Linked DNA regions of Zea mays: region 2 is linked to region 1. The links are chromatin contacts, called in public Hi-C maps. All regions are on one chromosome and are shown on one strand. The core of a region is the stretch at or near the end of the contact, and the rest is flanking DNA. Distances in the headings are between cores, read along the strand shown. Region 1 holds the start of LOC100381930 (transcription factor LHW). Region 2 holds the start of LOC100284289 (serine/threonine-protein kinase WNK4).

Region 1 (7,715 bases), core at 2,877-5,376:
CATCTCTATCTGAATTCTGAGACTCTGTACCACTCCAGGTGACCAAATCAGACCCAACGTTGTGGGAGAACTGATGAAATTCAGAACCAAGCATATCAAACAAGTCATTATCTGCACCAGGCTCCACTAGCAACGAGGAACCTCTCTCAATGGGCATTCCCGACTCGCATACATCCCTGTTCTTCATTCTCTGAGTGCTTACATTAGCACTTGGATCACTAAATCTATTAATCTTTTGAACTTGCCGTACATTGTTTGACATAATCAATTGATTCTCTTGGTCCATGTTGAAACTGTTAGAAACCTGACCACCAGATTCAGAAGTTGGAACTGAAGGGGTTTGAAATGATCCATTTTCAGGGTTCTCCATTTTCTTATTGAATTCAGAAGATTGGGTGACTTTGAATGGGACAAGAGACTGTTTTTGCTGCAGTGTTCTTGTTGTGTGGTCCAATATTTGACTCGACACACTGGTTGATAAGTTGGCTCTGCTTGCTTTGGCACCTACAGGGAGAAAATCAAAATCCCCAGAACCATTTATATCATTGGATACCATATATCTTCCACGATGCATATTCATGTTTGTAGTTTCGCAGACAGAAGAGTCCTGGCGCACAAGGGATTTTAATATGACATCTCTTGCCAAATCTGCCGATGAATGCACATAATTACTGAACTGTAACTGCCCAATGCTGTTCATCAAGAGTGGCTGCTTTTTAACTGATGCCAAGCTTGGGGAGGTCAAACTTGAGTTCATAACAACACTCTGTAAATTACTTCCAAATTGGTTCTCGCAGAAGGATGCTTGTTGTCTAAACCTAAGGTCAGGCTCAGCATAGACAACGTGCTCTCTAACAGGGTGACCACTCTGTTGTGCAACCTTAAGCAAAGATGCATTCAGCAATGCATTTGGTGGTGTCCTAGTTGACACAGTTGCAGTATCAGGACGTGACTGGCCATGCTGACTTAAAGCGTTTTTAGCCGAAGCAGATGCAGCCATGCTTGAACGGTTGTTTAGCTGAGAACACAACTTCTTTGCAAACATCACAAAATTTATGTTTTCCATAACCTGCCAAAAATCAACCGATTATTTCAATTTCCAAATATTTAGAGAGCATGCAAAACCCTACTACTAACCATCACAGTGAAGTTAAACAATGATTTCACGATCTTTTCTGTTCTTCACAACAATTTCCAACACTAAGCACAAAAAAGGATTCACTATATAGTGGGGAATTTTTATGTGCCAAGGTGTCTAGATGTTCAATCATGAACGAGGATACCAGACTGTGGAGGCATAGATGACATTTTACCACGAAATCAATGGACATTCTGAAATTTATAGTAGGGTAAAGATAGGTCTTCAGATTTGGAGCAGCGTGGCTGAAACATCATGCTTTGTAATTTACATATCCAAAATTTTGAATGGCATATACTCATTTAGCAATGCACTACTGTTTTCTTTTCCACCTTCCATAGCCATCCACAGATGGAGAATTATTTTTCTAGAGCCTTGTGTGATAGTAATGTTCTTTTTATAGAAAATTAGAAATTTCAACTGATAGTGTTCAACAACTCTGACGAATACTTCAAAAAATTCTCTACTTTTGTAGCATGATCTGGAACTGTGAGGCCTTACCAAACCAGCAGAGCCTAACTGCAGGACACCCCGTGGCAGCACAGGAATGATCGCAATTGTCTGCAGCAAGAAGTTTAGAATGAGGTCCAGAAGCAAATGGTGACTATATACTTTTTAACATTTCCAATTCTCAGTCCAACCCACCTGAATGCCAACTCTGAACTGATTGTTCATCTCCGCAGCAACCTATAAAATTGGAAAACTTAGTGTAAAATCTTGACAACCAGGTTACGTAAACACAAAACCCAATTGGACAGAAGATAGTTAAAAGATCAAGATGTTTACAAAAGCGACTTGGTTTAGTCAAAAGACAAACATGGTGTAAGATCTTCACCCTCTTATTTTTTTTCGCATTCATACTCCCTCAATCTCAAAATAGTTAATGTTCTTTTTGAAGAGCCAACCATTTTTAACTTTAGCTAAATATAGGTAGTGTTTGGTTACTAGGGACTAATTTTTAGTCCCTCTATTTTATTCCACTTTAGTCTATAAATTGCAAAATATGGAAACTATAACTCTATTTTAGTTTCCATATTTCACAATTTAGTGACTAAAGTGGAATAAATTAGAGGGACTAAAAATTAGTCTCTAAAACCAAACACCCCCATATACTCCCTCCGTCCCAAATTAAAATTCGTTTTACCTTTTTATCGGATTCATACAATAATCAATGTATGTTCTATATATATGTCTATATTAATAATCATCCATATGAACGTAGACATAAAAATCTAGAGCTAAAACAACTACTATTTTGGGATGGAGGGAGTATTAGAAAATATTAATATTCATAGTTTATATGTAATACAATAAGATAGATCTTTGGATATATTTTTAGGATAAGCTTATTTGGAGATATATTTAGAACAGATGCTTGCGTCACTTGCCACTATTTTTGGTCTAGTGTGAGCGGACCAGAATTAAAGCAGCTCGCTAGCTGACAAAAGTTGAAGGACTGAAGAAGGCTATACCCACAGTGCTTTAAATGAGGTGGCAGCAGCACAATGGAACCAGACAAAACTGAAATTGGGTTCGCATTTATTTCGCTGGAGAATTCTCAGAAGAGGAGAAGCACTCAGCACTCAGCAGTACTGGCCGTACCTCGGAGGAGAGCCCGTGACCATTGGCGGTACCGCGGACGATCCATTGGTGGTTGCCACTGAACGCAGCACGGCCTACGGTCCTGCCAAAACAAAAAACACAGGCGCATCGCGTTCTAAACAAGAGAGACGATGGCCAAACCAAGAAATCGCTGCGGCTGCTTTTGCTTACCCTTGTCCGACGACATGGACCTGCGACGCCATAACGCTGTGAACAAGCGAGCAGATGGTGTTAGCAGCAGGAACAGAGCACCCGGCGTCGCTGGGCAGAGATTCGGAAGGCTCAGATCCGACAGGACATGACGTGTGGCCACAGTAGCCGTCCTCCTGCACCAAATGCCTGTGCATTTCCAGGGGGGGAAATGAGACAGAGGAACCATAACCATGAGGCGATGAGGAGTATGAAATTTGGAGGAAATTGTTCGGCTTTTTTAGCTCAGATATTCCCATCTTCGAAACTTCGAGCGAATTTTCAGAACAGATTAGCAACGAAAACTTGACGGTTGGAAAAAGAATGGTTGAATGAGCACAAAGACCAAAAAATAACTTTTGTTACGAGAACGAGCAGGATACCAGCGAAGAAAAATGAGCACAATGGCAGAAGTCTTAGATTTTTTGTAAGATTCAGCGGGAGGACGAGCTCGAACACAAAAAAACCAAAGAAAATCTGAGGAAACAGTGGAGGCGGCAGCTTACACGGGGTCTGCAGCACCGATGGCCTTCCAGAAGACGGCGTAGGACCACCCGATCTCCTCGCACAGCCGTCGCAGCGCGTCCCCGACCGCCATCTCCGTGCCCCCCGCCCCCTCCCCTCTTCCTCCAGCCGCTCCGCTAGAACCCCGGCGCCCTCAGCGCCAAAACCCTAGCCCCGAGCCCCCGACTCGGATTGCGAGAGAGAGAGAGAGAGAGACGGCGTCCAGTCGCTCGGTCTACGCGCCGCGGCAGCTGGCGCGCCCGGCCTGCTTCGCGCGGAGACCGCCGCCCCTCCACGCAGCTGCCGCCTCCGGAGCACCTACGCGTCCCCTCGCCGCCGGGGCACGGGCAGCAGCCATCACAGGGCGGGGCCAGTGGCCAGCTCCTTTGCCGAGGGGGTGTCGTCGCCCTCCTCGTGAATACAAGACGAGCGCCTCTCACAAGCGGCGGCGGCGGCGGCGCCTGCGATGGCAGCCACGGCTGCGGCGCGCGGACCTCCCGGATTCAGCCTTGTCGCTGGCTGCTGCCTCCACTCCACTCGTGGGGGCGGCGGCTCAGCCTTGCTGCTGCTGCTGCTGGCTGATCTCCACTCTCTATGGTCTGCTCTGCTGCCTCTATTTGCTTGAGAGCTAGCGTCACTGTTGTGTTGTGTGTGTCTCGCTCGCTTTCGTCCGCATTGCTGCTTTGTTTACTTGCCTTCCTTTTCCTTTTCCCTCTTTTTTTTTTCCCTTGCCTTCGCGGCTCCCGAGACAGCCATCATTCCTTCCACAAAGGGCAAAATGGAGAATTACTTTAGATGATGCTTTATAGTTTTATTTGTACCAAATCCATGTTGTGATGACCAGTCTTTTTTTTTGTCTCCGGGCTCCGGGCACATGGCTATACATTAAAATGTCTCTTGTTTCACAGGTAAAAGAGTTATCATAATGTTTTAAAGTAAAATAGAGTTTCTAAATGATATCCTAAACAATTTAAATTATACTGCCTCTCCGTTTTTTTATTTGTCGTAGTTTAGTTAAAAATAAACTAAGGTGCAACAAATATTTAAGAACAAAGGTAGTGGTACCGATTTTTTTTCACAAACTTGTAAAGTATGTCTCTTAAAATTATTGGTCCTATAAGAAGAACACGGCTTGATGGACTAGTTTGACAAATAATCATTAAGTAGAGTCCATAAATTTAATCATTTCTAGACCAAAAGATGCCTTTGTTTATGAGGAGTCCATAAATTAACAGTTGCGCACTTATTCGTCCTAGATTTTGGAGTTGCCACACGCCGGTTGCATATTAGCTACTTTCACTTTTTGCCATCCTTTTGTCTTTACATTAACCCAAGGCACCAGTATCACCGTAGCAGTAAACAAACAAGAATAAACACGGCCGGAAAAACAAGATCGCTGTCGTCGTCGTTGCTGATTTAGGGTTCATGCCTTATTCTAGAATCTCATAATTACCTAAACAACTCCTAAATTTTTGTATTCGATATTGTGCCAGGCCCTCACAATCTCTAGGTCTGTTTGGAAGTAAAGCATCTTTATAGTTTCTAGACAAAATCGTCGTTTTTAGTGATACCATAATATTTTGTGTCATAAGAATAAATTCATGAAACTATATTTCCAAATCCATGGTATTCTAGCTATCATGATATTTTTGGAGTATTGAAAAAAAACTTCACTCCAACATAAAGTTTTTATGGCATGGCTAGCTTTTGCACAATAATACCATGGTTTACAACGCTGTATCCAAACATCGTTTCTCAAAAACCATGGTATTTGGGAGATGACAAAAACTACAGTATTGGCATAGCAATTGTAAGTATAATATTTTATAAAACCATGGTCATAAAAAATATTGTTGCCAAAAGGGGGGGGGGCTTAACTTAAGCTGATAATGAGATTTGTATTAGTTTTTATGCGGTATGGAACTTATCAAAATTAAATCCATAGGGAACCAAACGTCACGTTAATTTATCTGCAATGCTATTTGTCATTTTAATTTCCACCTGTCACCAAAGCTTTATTATAGTACCAGTAGTAGTACACAACTGCCAAAAGTTGCATTGCTCCAAACAAGACAAATACCTGGATAATATAAAGAAGAAAAGAAAAGGAGCAGCGCAATTGGGAATATATGACATGTGTCAGGAGCAGAAAACTAGAGTATTGCTAGTTGCTGCATACTTGTACGCGTCCTGGCCTACACCCTGATCATACCGTGGAGCATTAGCAATGATGGTTACATGGACCTTCAGAAAAAGGCCTTCTTGGAGTGCAAATCATGCGGTCGTGTATGCTTTTGAGGGGCTCGGGTGGGGTGGGGTGGGGGGGGGGGGGGACAGTTTAGATTTTTAACAAATAAAATACTGTAGTATAGTATAGTTTTCCTTGCATAAAGGGCGCGAGGGAAAGTAATAAAGTGTATAGATAAGCCATTCAGACGGCCAATGCTGCGCCTGTGCTAGCTAGCTAGATTGGAGACTTTTTCCAGCAAAGTTGTACTCCATTTAGCGAGTAATTGAGGCTATGCATGGTGATCATTTGATTAGAACCTAATAAATATGGCCAGAGGTTAATTACAATATAATGATAGCTTTCTTCCATTTAAATCGATCTATGTGTTTCAGGGATTTCTGCATTCCAGTTCGAGACCAGCACTTTTCCTGATGATTAAACTAAGACTATGTTTGGAAGCAACTCAGTTCTTTTTATCTTTTAGTCAAGAGAGGCTAGCTTTTTATATTTAAGAAACTAAGAATCTAATTTCTATAAACTGATTCATAAATTGGTATGTTTGAAACCACCTCAATTTCTATATATAAACCAGTTTGTTAAAAAATGGGTGCTTCTAAACAGGGTCTAAGAGCAACACCAAGAGAATAAGTATTATAAAGGTAAATTTAGCTAATATTAGAAGAAAGGTGTATTCAATAGACTCTGTAAATGACTCTTCAAATTTAGTGGCTCTCTATCCCTCTACGTTCGCTCTCCATTTTTAGATAGTTTGCTTCACTCTCTATTCAGTCCGTATGTTTTACTGAGTCTGTTGGATTAGCCTATATTTTTTCTCTAAAATCTATTTTAGAGAGTAGCTAAATCATTAAATTTAGCTAATCTTTTTATCTAATTTTTTGGATTTGCTCTAAGTTATCCACTTTTATCTCGCTGGACTTAATGCTTGCAGCGGTTAGAGACCCTTGACTAGCTAGCAGAGCAATCAAACTGGCGACACGCACACGTCAATCCATGCTTTTACCACTAGAATCCAGCTTTTGCTAAACCAGATCTTTGTCGTTTGATCTTGCTCACTTTCCGTTTGGTCCCCATCTGCCGCTGAAATGTCCTTTCTCTCCCTCCCTCCTTGCTTGTATACCCACTATGCTAGGTAATGGTTGTGGAGAAGAGATTAGTTCTGCTCATGTCATCTAATCCTTTAACTAAAGGGAGCAAATGCAGATGTATCCCTTTCAGGTATGATATGATGTTATATCCTAATTGTTGCTGTGTTCCTTGACCAGTCCAACACATGTTATGTCCCAGCAGCTTGAATCTTTTTTTACGTTGCTTCGCTGTTTAAGTCATGTTTGAAAGCAACCCAGTTTTTTTTTGTGTGTTGCTTCGATGTTTAGTCACATACCTAAAAAGCTCTATGGACACACACACGCAAAAAAAATATATATGCCGCCACTTTATTTCAAGATAGCTGCCGAAAGCGATTGATATATGTATGATTAAGAATAATGTGCACCGTGTTTGGAATTAGGCCGTTAGCAGGAACGTGTTGCATTTCATTGTTTAATGCTAGAGAAGATGACCAAATCCAATCGATGAAAGATTTCGATGGGTCGTTAGCGCGGATGCTTGCACTTGATCTCTTTGATCTAGAAATTGACTAGCGCACATGTTTCTTCTAGAAGGTCGAGATATATATATCGAAATAATCTCGCTGGATGGATGTAGGGGAGAAAGCAGGAAGAACTATGTAGATGACCAATTTGGTTCAATTAACTTTTGTTCTTGCCATAAAGCTGGATTCCGTCATTACTGACGAATACCAAATAGAGTAGGCAGGCACTACTTCGAGCTCCCAATCACTGGCACATTTTTTTTGTTCCATTAAAGGACGGTAAAACATTTACCATACATTTTAGTAAAAGAAAATATAAAAAAAGTTGTCGGTCTAGTTTTTTAAGTGAAAGCTAGGTATAAAACCAACCAACTAGAATACAACGATCAACAACTCAAGCATCAAGGCTGGGGCTTCTAAGAGGATGTTTAAATGTATTA
Region 2 (7,314 bases), core at 1,406-3,905, 780 kb before region 1:
TACCAGGTCAATGAGCAACCAAGAATCAAAGGGATGCCAGAACAAGAACTAGAGAAGTATAAACTCACATGAGAAGATTTGGCCACGACGAGACTCATCACGACGACGCCCATGACCGATTTCAGAGAATTCCAAAATTTGTGAGCTATGGTGGATGGTAGGATGCGGTCGGGGTTGCGTTGGGTTCGTAACAAGGGGGTGGAGCAGGGAGAGTCTTCAATTTAAAGGAATCGGCTCGGCTACTCACGGATTTGAACGAAGTTAGGCTCACAGCGGTGACAAGATGTTTTTACTAAGGCAAGTTCATCGTGGCACGCAATGGAGCAATGTCCTAGGGCAATCATTGGCTACTCTTCATGACTTGCGACGACATGGTAAGATGGCCTATGGCGTGGCGCGATTGAGGTCACTGGCAGCCACGACAGCATCGGCCACTCGGCCACGTCGTAGAGCAAATGAGTGCGGCCGATGAGTTCACGCTAGAGACCATATCCACCTCCCTTCCGATCTTTTTACTTCTAGTAGTTATCCACGCACCATCGGGCATGAATCGTAACACCAGCGTGGATCGCGACGCGGGGATCACTGGCAGCAGGTTCTATGAATCCGAGATCTTTTTAGTTTACTGTACATACTGAATGCCATTTTGAAATCGCCTGACAGCCCGACTTTGGGGGTGTTTTACTCTAATTTCTGTACAACACTAGGTCCAACTCGGTATAAAGAATTTGATCTCCAATGCAAGACCTACAACTTTGCTATAATGATCATAGTCTTTAACCCCATGAATCAGGCACGAATTAGCTCCCAACTTGGAGAAATGTCACTGGTTTCTCAGTTTCAGTGTTACCCTAGTATGACAACACAAGTTGGGAGACGTTTTACACTAAGCTCCAAACAATTTTAGGGCTAGGTTCCTTACACAAATTTGTACTACTATAGTAGCTCTACATCTTTGTTATGGTGACTCATAACAAACTCCTCATAGATCAAGAGATACAGAGGCTTAAAGTTGGCTTGTTGACACTGTTTTCAGAGTTTAAAAAAAACAAGGATGCTCATGGATCTTTTTTGCAATTTACTCCAAGTTTCACCACAAAATATGGAAATCCCCAAACATGAAAGTTGCTTAACTTTTGTTACCCTATCATCTTGATTTATACACTTTTGACTAAAAGTGCATAGAACCTGAAATCACCCTATAGGGCACTATTTAGGGTTCCAGATTAGGGTTTTGAGTGTTCTAGGATACATGTAGCACTTAAGCTCTCCAAGATAATATTTCTTGAGCATTTCTACCAACTTGTCAAGATCATCCTTTAGTACTCATCTTACAAGGCCACATGTTTCTAATTCTTAACGAGAGATATTCTAACCTAGGGTCAAGAATCCCTTTTACCAAGTCAGATCATCACACAAGCATCACATCACATGTTGGTTTTGAAATAGCCTAGTGGATGCATCCTAGGTGTATCATACATAATGTAATACTAATGCATATGATGTCATGCCAAAGTTTTAGTTCTCGTAACACCAGGGGTGTTACAGCTACGGTCTATGATCAATTCCCAGATCGTGAGTTGTTTGGCATGACATGTGTTTGACTCGTGCCTTGTGTCGAGTCGGGTCGACATGTGTCTGCCTAAACGCGTTAAATTTTTTGGTTAGATCGAGTTTTTTGATTTTGGGTCAGATTTTAGATAAAAATTATGGCCTATATTCGACTTATAGATTATTGTGGATCAAAAAATATGGCCCGCGTACACCGTATTGGTGGGATTAGGGCTGGAAAAAAGCTCGAGGCTGGCGAGCCAACTCGAGCTTGGGCCGACTTGGCTCAGTTTGGCTTGAGGCGGCTCGCGAGCCTCAAGCGAGACGATGCAGGTTTTCAAGCTCGTTAGTCCAGTGAGCCAAGACGAGTTGGCTCGCGAACTATGCCAAATTAATCAACGTATTGAATATTAAAAAAATTAGAGATATCTAACTCATTCATTAGCCTTTGATGATGAAAATATAACAATTTATAATCTAGATTATTCATAATAATGAATGATAATTATATTTTTCACATTTATATACTATTAAGTCACTATATATGTAATACTCCCTCCGTCCAAAATATAATTCTTTCTAGTTCATTTTTTTCTGTCCATATTCAATCAAATAAGAATAAATATAGACACACATGTAACCTACATTTATATGTTATTTAACGAATATATGATTAGTTTAAACGAATTATATTTTAAGATAAATAGAGTATTATTTATCAAAGTATAGCTCATGAGCCGAACTTCGTTCTAAAGGTCATTGAATAGACGAGCCAAATTTATTAAGGGTCTGTTTGTTTCGCATGGAATGAAGGTGGAATAAATCTGACTTGGATTTCTTTAATAACTACTATAAGTTTTGGAGATTTGGAATTAATCCTTCCAACAGAAACGAACAGGCCCTAAGTCACCTAGCCACGCCGACTCGAGCCAAGACCAACTCGTTTCCAGCCCTCGTGCGATTCGATAGCCCATCCTCAGGTGTAATTCTCGCCATGTCTCCGGGCCCACATGCAGCCTCACGTGATCCCGTTCCTAAGTTCTAACTACCCGCGGCGCTGTGCCCGTGGAACTTGGAACGAGTATTTACTGTATTTTGAGTCACAACTCACAAGGGTAGTTCAAAGTCCGGAACTCCAGACTCGCGTTCGCACGCCGCCTTTCGCGCTGCGTTAGCGCCTTAGCCTGCTAGGGCTCGTCGATTCATCGCCGGCTCGACTTCTGATCTCGCGGGCAGAGCAGCGCGCCGGCGCGATGGCTTCGGATCCGGATGTGTCCGGCGGCGAGCAGGCGGAGCCGCCCGACGATGTGGACGACCCCGACGTCGACGAGGTCGACCCCACTGGCCGCTACTTCAGGGTATGTGCTGCGCCGCCCAACCGCCGTCCCTTCGCTTCTGCTGCTAATGCCGCCATGTTGATAAGTCTCGTCGGGTTGCCGGGTGGGTTGGCGCTGGGGGCTTTCAGTTTCCTGAATGTTGAATCTTGATTGTATTCTGAGCTTCTGCGTTTATTCGTCTGATTCTGAAAACTATAGATCTTTCCCTGATCTCAGCGGTTTCGTGCGTGCATTGCAGTACAAGGAGGTCGTGGGATCAGGGGCCTTCAAGACAGTGTACCTCCCTTCCCTCTCCTCAGCAGTTTATGCAGTAATTAGTATTACTAGTTTCCTGGATTTCAGGCTGAGTTTTCGAGAAATCATAAAGATTCAACCTTGAATACCAGATTATTTTTGTTTTTTTAAAAATATGACGTGAAAACTTCTTGCTTGTGTTTGTTGATTCACGTGATCGATTTGGTTGGCAGCTACAAAGGTTTCGACGTGGTCGAAGGCATCGAGGTGGCATGGGCTAAAGTGGAGATAACCGGCCGGACCATGGGATCCCCCAAGGAGCTCCAGCGGCTCAAGACGGAGATCCAGCTGCTGCGGTCGCTCCATCACAAGCACATTCTCAAGCTCTACGCCTCATGGGTCGACAACAAGAAGAGGGCGGTCAATATAATCACTGAGCTTTTCACGTCCGGCAACTTGAGAGAGTATGTAAATATAACATAACCCCTCCCTATATGTGCTGCTACGATGGAGTGTGATTGTTTTTATTATTTGTGCCTAGTACCTTATTTTGTGGCAAGGTAAATGTTCAGTTATTTACTAATGGCAAACAAAATCTGAACAACTCTTTCTTTTTTCAAATTTAAAATCTAATGGTAGTTTTAGTTTTCACTTCTCAGGGGACAAAAATAAATACAAAGTTGGTTCTTTTTTCCTTTCCATTCAGAAGGACAGCAGCTGTACAGAAGTAGCTAGCTTCACCATCCCCTTTCATGATCTATGTTATGGTGTGGTTAGGTACCGTACGAAGCACAAGAAAGTTGACATGAAGGCAATGAGGCGATGGGCCAAACAAATACTGACAGGGCTAGCCTATCTGCATAGTCAGAAGCCACCAATCATACACAGGGACTTGAAGTGTGACAACATTTTCATCAATGGGAACCATGGGAAAGTTAAGATTGGAGACTTCGGTTTGGCAATGGTGATGCAGCAGAGGAAAACACAGAGTATACAAGGTACGGTTTTCTACAGGCTACGCTGCCACATATTTCTGAAGCATAGGAGATCTGTGGTGAGCTTGATATGGTTATCGGTAACATGTAACCTGAAACACAGGCACCTTAGAGTTCATGGCACCAGAGCTGTTTGGTGAAAACTACAACGAGTTGGTGGATATATACTCTTTCGGCATGTGCATGCTTGAGATGGTGACTGGTGAGTGCCCTTACAGTGAATGTCAGGGCTTTGTTCAGATATACAAGAAGATATCTGAAGTAAGTGACCTGTCACCTAGATAGTACTTGTCTACTTCAAGAGTTCGCTAAAAAATAACCAGATTGTTCCTTTTTGTTTTATATGAATGGTGCAATAATGGTATAACTGCAGGGTGTAAAACCAGTTGCTCTCTCCAAGGTCAAAGATGCAGAAGTAAGGAGTTTCATAGAGAGCTGCCTAGCTTCAGCTGCTGATAGATTGCCAGCAAGTGAGCTCTTGAAGAGCCCTTTTCTCATGATAGATGACATCATCATCAATGATAAAACCTCTAATCCTGTGCAAGAACCTATAGCATTCCCGCCAAATTTGGATCTGGATCTTGAAGCCACACCAATTTTTATATCTTTGCTACCAAATGGAACCGTTGATAATGGGAAGGGATCTTTCAGCCTAGTGCTTCGAAGGGGTGGATTCGTACTAGAAGGAGATATGAGTGGTAGCAACCCTGTTAATTTATTACTAAGGATTCCTGTCCCCAATGGTAACTGCAAGCATCAAAATATCATCTTTGGTTTGTACAAATCTCGATTTGTACCATTCACTGATGCTGCGTTTTTATTCTTTTGGTCTTGTACAGGTAAATGTAAGAACATTGAGTTCGCGTTTGACCTGGAGAATGATACAAGTCTTTTGGTGGCTACAGAGATGGTGCAAGAGCTTGAACTACCTTCTTGGAGCATGCCTATTGTGGCAAAGCTGGTAGATGCGTTCCTGCTCAAAACTGTTCGTGGTTGGAGGCCGTGTGTTCAGGTCGGTCAGATGATTCAGGCAGTGCAAAACACTGCATCCGTGAATGGAAAAAGCATCTGAATCAATGTTTGTAGCTGATGCATTATTCTGCACCTTATGTAAATATATCATGCCCGAATGCAACGCCAGGCCTTGCTGACTAAGCACATCTTCTTTTATCTGATGCTGGTTAAAGTTTGGGCATGATTCCTAATTAGAATAGTGGTATGTTTCGTATTTTTTTTGGTTCGTATTGTTAGAAAGAGGTTCAGAGATAAGAGAAATTAAGAATGCTGTAACAGCCATCCTTGCTTTTTTTCAGTTTTTTTTAAAAGCCTTACCATGTGTCTATTTGGTACTGCTCAACTTCATGATTTGCAGCTTAGCTTTACAAGAAGTCTGTTGTTCACTTGTTACCAAATGCTATGGATAAAAAACAAGACAATTGTTAAGGATAAAGGACATTCATCCTCCGAAGCATTGTTTTTTCTTGGATCCAATGTTCATCGGACGAAGGTCATGAAAACATGCATTCATCATATCATTACTCATTAATAGGTTAATATATACAGATATCGATATAAAAGATACAAGTTATTGATTCATTGATATTTACATTCCATAAGGCATATATGAATGTCAATATAATTCGTATTACAATAATACATTCGGCTTGCTCGAAGGTGAAGACGCGAGAGAGCAATTATAATCCAGCGTGAATAGTACGATGCTACTGTTCATCTATTTATAGGTCCGAGTAAAATTGCATTCATGACCATCGACATCTATATATAGACATAACTTAAATTACTAGGGTCTATCTAGTTTTTTCATCCTTTCCTTGATCTAAACCGAAGCTGATGGTAGCTTCGACACTTGGCGTCGTTGCTTGTAAGCGAGATCTTCGTCTTGAGAAGCTTCAGCAGAAGGAGGTAAGACTTCAGTATCGCTTTGCCGAAGGTGTTTTTATCTCGAGAACCTTTGCGGTGCTAGATTGTTTTTTCATAACGAGCTCGATCCACGAAAAACACGAAGGTTTCAGAATGCCGAAGATCCGAAAAACATCTTTCCTGAACTTGTTATCAAAAAACGATTAAAATATTCCGAGCGCTGGTCGGTCCACCGTTCAGCCAGTATACACGCTTTGGTGGTTCGCCTTCTTCTCCTGCAAGGCTATATAAACAGACGGGTTGGTAAGAAGTTACTGCATCATTCATTGCTATTGCACCATTGTGCTGTTGAAAATTTTAACCAAAGACGAAGCTCTCTGCATTGTGCTTTCAAACAAGCACTTCGTCACTTAAGATTAACTTCATCTAAAAGAAGCTGAACATTGAAATGGCCAGAGTAAGATCCACTGCAAGGGTGTCTGAAAGTCACCTAGAGGGGGGGGGGTGAATAGGCAAATCTGAAATTTATAAAGTTTAAGCACAACTACAAGCCGGGGTTAGCGTTAGAAATATAATCGAGTCCAAAAGAGAGGGCGAAAACAAATCACAAGCGAATAAGAACGAATGACACGGTGATTTGTTTTATCGAGGTTCGGTTCTTGCAAACCTACTCCCCGTTGAGGTGGTCACAAAGACCGGGTCTCTTTCAACCCTTTCACTCTCTCAAACGGTCACTTAGACCGAGTGAGCTTCCTTCCTTGATTTTCCGGGTCACTTAGACCCCGCAAGGACCACCAGACAATTGGTGTCCCTTGCTTAGCTTACAAGGCTTTGAGAGTAAGAATGAGAGAAAGAAGAAAGCCAACCAAGCAACAAGAACAACAAAAGAACACAAGTCGATCTTCTCACAAGTCCTAAAAACTAGAGCTGAATTGTGGACTTTGATTCGATCGGTGGCTTTGATTTGTGTCTTGGAGTGTTGTGTATTGCTCTTGTATTGAATGAGGAGTAGTGAATGCTTGAGTGTCTTGAGGAGTGGTGGTTGGGGGGTATTTATAGCCCCAACCACCAAAATGGCCATTGGGGAAGGCTGCTGTCGTATGGCGCACCGGACAGTCCGGTGCGCCAGCCACGTCACCCAACCGTTAGGGTTCGACCGTTGGAGCTTCTGACATGTGGGCCACCGGACAGTCCGGTGGTGCACCGGACAGGTCCTGTTCACTGTCCGTTGAGCCATCTGCGCCTGCTCTGACTTCTGCGCGCGCAGTTTGCGCATTGTAGCGTTGTCAGCCGACCGTTGCGCTGGCGACCGTTGC

The links. A called contact is a pair of places that touch in the nucleus more often than the background predicts.
Region 2: a Hi-C map of bundle sheath shows a contact between it and region 1, with 2.6 times the contacts expected there. The contact joins the promoter of LOC100284289 here to the promoter of LOC100381930 in region 1. A contact is called at or near these places in 4 of 25 Hi-C or Micro-C datasets (bundle sheath, ear, leaf and 1 more).

What each region holds. Positions count from the first base shown.
Region 1 is chr4:219,239,458-219,247,172 of Zm-B73-REFERENCE-NAM-5.0, reverse strand. It overlaps LOC100381930 (transcription factor LHW), which reads right to left and starts at 4,126. Exons shown (of 10, transcript XM_008681465.3): 1 at 3,436-4,126; 2 at 2,912-3,079; 3 at 2,741-2,822; 4 at 1,784-1,825; 5 at 1,640-1,699; 6 at 1-1,069. The coding sequence starts at 3,527.
Region 2 is chr4:220,019,263-220,026,576 of Zm-B73-REFERENCE-NAM-5.0, reverse strand. LOC100284289 (serine/threonine-protein kinase WNK4) reads left to right here and starts at 2,655. Exons shown (of 7, transcript NM_001398974.1): 1 at 2,655-2,909; 2 at 3,127-3,164; 3 at 3,356-3,586; 4 at 3,900-4,120; 5 at 4,221-4,378; 6 at 4,491-4,860; 7 at 4,957-5,413. The coding sequence starts at 2,805. The coding sequence ends at 5,189.